Regions from separate parts of the Mus musculus genome. Here region 1 is linked to region 2. The links are chromatin contacts, called in public promoter capture Hi-C maps. All regions are on one chromosome and are shown on one strand. Each heading gives the region's core, a stretch centred on a gene start, on an enhancer-like site or on the middle of the called end of the contact. The rest is flanking DNA. Distances are from core to core; before and after follow the strand shown. Region 1 holds the start of A530095I07Rik (a long non-coding RNA gene). Region 2 holds the start of Zfp493 (zinc finger protein 493).

Region 1 (2,700 bases), core at 74-2,573, 1.8 Mb before region 2:
TACCAGAGAGGTAATGGCATGTGTGCACACTGGAGAGGCATCCACAGAGGAGGAGAGGGTGGAACCTGAACAGAGAAATCCTAGGAAGGATTGTAGTCAGATTCTGGACCATGGACAGTGAGGAAGTGGCTGTGCAAGAACAAAGCCACTCTGAAAGGATGCAGTGTCCGTACATGGTGCAATGACAGCCCGTGCCAACAGGGGGCTTCTGTACTGCCATTGTTTAGAAACTCCTGTGACAGAGAATTTGGTGAGAACCTGAGCTGGCTCCCAGTCTCTTCACTGCCCACCCTAGAGACAGTGTGGAAAGTCAGTATAGCTGTGAATACCTGCTCTGTGGTGTTTGCTTTGTGTGAGCTCGCAGACACAGGCTTGGTGTTAAAGACCACTGGAAATGTCAGATCTGAGTCCTCATCTGGCTTTCTGAGGTAAAGTGTCACAGGGGGCGGATTCCTGCCCTCCCTTGCTGGATATCAGCACCCACCTCATGGCAAAACAACATGGGCTAATGCCCTGAATAATAAGTCACAGAAGGGGCTGGAGAGATGGCTCAGTGGTTAAGGGCACTGACTACTCTTCCAGAGGTCCTGAGTTCAATTCCCAGCAACAACATGCAAGCTCACAACCATCTGTAATGGGATCTGATACCCTCTTCTGGTGGCTGAAGACAGCTACAGTGTACTCATATACATAAAATAAATAAGTAAATAAATAAACCTTTAAAAAGTCGTGGAAGGATGAATTTATCTAAGATAAGATAGTAACCCACAAAGACAATATGAGATTTTGAGTCTTGATCCTCTTTCCTTGTTTCTAGACAACTTAGGGTCAGAACATCCGTTAGTTTTAGATCCTTTTATGATTAAAAAGCCACAGACTTGTTAAGGGCTGTTTTTAAAGATGGCCAGATTGAGGCAAGAAGAATCAGGCAAATGCCAGCTTGGAACCCTGTTTGTGGATTAGGTCAGCGGAGAGACAGCCAGCCACAGGGACGCAGCACCTGAGGAAGTTCTGTACATGGAGGAGAGCGCTTCCCGCTGCCGCTTCTTGATCTCTGCCGGAGGATCACATCATACAGCCCCCGTCATAAAGTTCACAGTGCTTCCCCAAGCTCGCTGCCATCCATGAGACGGGAAGTGAGGTGACAACACCTCATCCCTGTGGCATTAGCGAGGCCTTCACTTGACCATCGTTGCCATGAGACTGAGGAAGGCTGCTAATCTGCCCTCCGAACCTGAATGTGGGGACGTGGACTGAGTGAGCCAGCATTCCGTGTCATGTTTTCTGGTCAGCCGGCAAGACCAGAGGGGGTGGGGGTGGGGGTGGGGGTGGGGGTGCTGTTCTCTACAGCAGAAATGAGCAAAAGTCAATTTATCAAGGCACATAACAGTACAGAGCAGGGATTTCAAAGCATGCCGTTGCTTTGTCAAACACACTGGCTACCCTCTAGAAAGCCGAGGATCCCCTACTTCACGGGGCGCTACCCCAACACCCAGCCCATATCCTTCTCTAGTGTGTATGGAGGAGGGGCTGGAGGAGAGCGGATGGCCCAGGGTAGCCGCAACCAACCTCAGTCCTTTTTGTGGAGAATTTGTCATCTTGGACACCTGCCTGGACTATCAAGATCTTGGACTACTGCTGCAGGGCAGAGCGCACACCCGGCGAGGCCCAGAGTTCCTCTGTGGGACCGACACACTCCTGAAAGCGCAGATGCCCCCTCAGTGCCAACTCAAGGCATAGGAGTGGCGGCAGCAGCCCACTGCTCTCAGGGGAGTTTGCCTAAACACTGTCCCCTGCCATTTCTCTGCTGGAGGTAAGATGACATTTCCCCAATGAGTGTCTGTGAGGGCAGCCCCAAAATGAACAAAACTGACCATTCTTGAAGACTCAGATTGCTGTGGGCACTGCACATGTTCAATCTGCTTGCTCTGTATTCTCTCACAGGAACTGTGCTGTGAGGCTCTGGCCGCCATCAGTTCAATGACTCAAGTTTAAAAAGAAGGTGAAATTCAGAAGAAAAATCCAGAAGGAAGGAGACCTGTCAGCAACCTGCAGCCCATGCCTATGCTAATGAGATTGCTAGTGACAGCCAAGCTTTGGAGGCATTCGATGTCCCCTGGAATATCCCTGCAGGCAAGGCTTTGAGCCCAGCCTCGGTCTGTCTGGAGTTGGGGGGGGGGGGGGGCGTGTGGCTCCCCGGCAGCCAGCGGGCCGAGCCAGGCTTTGCTGTCATGAGGAAAGAATCTGCAGGTCTGTAAACTTGCTATTTTTAGGCCTTAGTGGGGCTGAGCCAGTTCCCCAGTGTAGTAGGGCCCTCATATTTTACTAAATAGAACCTTGAAAAGTTATGACACAGGTCTCGGACTTAAAAACTTCAGAGGGTTGAAATGCCACATGGCTAATTCGTGAAGACAAAGGCACTGATCCCGAACCCCTTTTGTTCTCCCAGGTTGCTCCCCCAGTCCACGCCCACTTCAGCAAGCAGCTCGCCTGATGCCACCCACTAATTGTGAGTCTTCCCGCATGTACTCACTTTGAGGCCTGGCCTGGCAACTGTGCTCAGTGGCAGCCATCATGTCCACTAGCTCAGGGTGCCTCCCATGTAGGGGGCATTTCCTGATTTCCTTGTGTACCGTAAATCAGGAGAACGACCTCCAGCCGTCATGAAACCCATATCCCGGAAGCTCTCCTCTCTGTCCA
Region 2 (2,700 bases), core at 74-2,573:
GGTAGAGGCAGGAGGATTAGGAGTTCAAGGCTGGCTTCATTAAGGTGCTTACAAGGTGCCAGTCACAGGGCCCTGAGTGATCAGAGCTCCTCAATTCCATCTTTTTGTCTCTCTGACACACTGTAAGTACTTGGGTGAGTTTGTCTAGAACTGTTTGGGGAGGGTTAGGGAACCTAGATGCCACATTCTTCGATAAGAGTTGGTTTAGGTGAGTTTAGACACTGCAGATGATATGCAAAGACAGAACAGCTGGCCATTAAAGAGCGATGAAGACCGACCTCTTAGGATGCAGTATTATTTCCTCCCCCAGAGACATTTCAGCCCCCTCTCACCTGTAACCAACAGCCCTGTACCCACGCCTATTCTCACACCAATTTGTTTCTCCATTTTGAAAAGGAGTCCAAACGCAGTCTCCGAAGGTACTGGCTGATCTATTATTTTCTAGTACTTTTCACTCTACACTACAGAGTGAACTACTTGGTTGACACAAAACTCAAATCTTTCCCTTTAAGGGACTATTCTGCCCTCATTCATATAGGAGTGTTAGTCTTGGGGTTGACGTCACAACAGTGATCGCGAAGGACTTCTATTCAAAATAGTTCATAAATCTAACAGTTCATTACCAAGAAAATGGAACCAACATTCCAAACACCAACCGCCCTCCCAAAACTCCCTTCACTTGCAAATAAACAAGGTTATGAACTTTTGTCAACTCCAAGAGTCCTGGGCCAGCTATAAAGTAAAGAAAGCACCACACACCCAGTTGGTTCTAGATTTCCTGAGAAATCTGACTACAACCATGTGAGCCTGAGTCAGCTAGAGAGCAGAGTTTCCCCAGCCAAGCAGGAGAGTGCGCTCCCAGTCATAGCCTCAGGCTGTCATCAGACACCAGTCAGGGTGAAACCTGCCAGGACTTCCAGCAGTTCTCACTCCTGGGTCCTGAGCCAGCTCTCCTGCGCAGGGTGGACTCCAGCAGTAGCCTCGTGCAAGCAAAACGGTCACTCTCAGAGCCGACCCCATTGCCCTTTCCGCAGCTCTGACCTGGATCCAACGTGGGGTTGGTCCAGCCTAGGTCAGCACAGCACCCCCAAGTCCGCTTCTTCCCACCTCCCATCCACAAACCCTCGCCATCCATTCCGGACCCATCACCACGCGGACCCTCACGCCTGCAGGGCAGCGTTGCACCCTGGACGAACCTCCATGTGAGAGATGCAAACCGAGTACTGAGCAAGACCTTTTTCTTGCTCAACTTTGGGAAAGATGCAACTATGCAGACCGAGAGTAGAAACGTGGTTTCCTGACTGGCTCCTTGTGACGTCATATGGGCAAGACTACATTTCCCACAACTCTATGCGAAAGAAATCCCTTAGAGTGTAAGGGGTTGGGAGGAAGCAGTCAGTTTGTGTCCTGGTACAACCACAGGGAGCCAGTTGGCTTTTAAAATGCTAAATTTAAACCGGGCAGTGGTGGCGGCGCTAGCTTTTAATCCCAGCACTTGGGAGGCAGAGACAGGCTCTGAGTTCGAGGCTAGCCTGGTCTATGGAGTGAGTTCCAGGACAGCCAGGGCTACACAGAGAGGGGGGGGAAATGCTGAATTCAGTACAGGACACGTTTAAATGTAAATTGAGCCTTTGGCAGTAACCTTTAATAGGTTTGCAACTTATTTCTGTTCAATATGTTGCGATTTAAACTCAAAAGTGTACTTATTATGGAATCTTCTACATGTAAAGTTCACACTGATTCAATATTACTATAAAATAACTATATGTGACCTTCCTTGTAGTCGAACTGCTCAGGAACTTAAGACAGGAGGATCCCAAATCCAAGGCTAACCTGGGCCAAATAAAGAGACCTTGTTTCAAAATACAATGTACAAGTAGGGTTAGGGAGCAAGGGGTAAAGCCCTTGACTACAGTGGAGGCTTGGCTTAATACCAAGCATTACATATGCATAACTACTCCTTGTTCACCTGTGTGAGCCATACATGGATAAGACTCCACAACTGGATAACGTTTTCATGTGAACACTGGAAACTTCCATACAGTGAAGGGCATGGATCAGGGACACAGCTGTTTTAAATCATTGGACAAAGTTAAACATCCAGCTCTCTGATGTTAACTTACGAAGAAATCCTGAATTTATCTCAGGATCTTTTTTTGGTCTGTCTGTAAGTAGAGTGCACACATGTTCATCCACTAATTTGTGCTATACAAGAGCTTCATCCTCTTCTACCTGGTTTTTCATGAATGCAGGCAAGTATTGTTGGGGACAAGAAAAGAAACGTATTCTAAGTACTATGACGATTTCACTTTCAGATTTCATTAAATTCTAGAGAGAAACTAAATTCATAGTTCCAGGCCCTAGGGGAGCTGGGGACTTCCGTATAGCTGAATAGCTTCTGTTTTAAACAGTTGTCTGAGTCCAGCCATCTCAAGGGCAACTTCTCCATCTTGCTGGCAGGGTCATACAAGTTCATGTTCCCAGGCCCGTAAAGAACAGCTATCACTCACTTTTCCAAATGTTTTCTTAATTTGTTAACAGCTGTGTGTGTGTGTGTGTGTGTGTGTGTAGAGAGAGAGAGATTGCTATTATTTAAACCATGGTTTTACACACACACATATATACTACATACAGCTGACCCAGTCCTTTGTCTCCTTAGCACTCTAAGCTCCTAACCACTCCAGACCTAATGTCTAGGAG

What was found. Promoter capture Hi-C pulls out the DNA fragments that hold promoters and counts their contacts.
Region 1: a contact with region 2 is called in a promoter capture Hi-C map of the HPC-7 cell line. The contact joins the promoter of A530095I07Rik here to the promoter of Zfp493 in region 2. A contact is called at or near these places in 2 of 39 promoter capture datasets (the HPC-7 cell line and embryonic stem cells).

Annotation. Positions count from the first base shown.
Region 1 is chr13:69,542,692-69,545,391 of GRCm38.p6, reverse strand. It overlaps A530095I07Rik (a long non-coding RNA gene), which reads left to right and starts at 1,323. Exons shown (of 2, transcript XR_001780994.2): 1 at 1,323-1,813; 2 at 1,945-1,998.
Region 2 is chr13:67,778,316-67,781,015 of GRCm38.p6, reverse strand. Zfp493 (zinc finger protein 493) reads right to left here and starts at 1,323. Exons shown (of 4, transcript NM_028402.2): 1 at 1,197-1,323. The coding sequence starts at 1,202.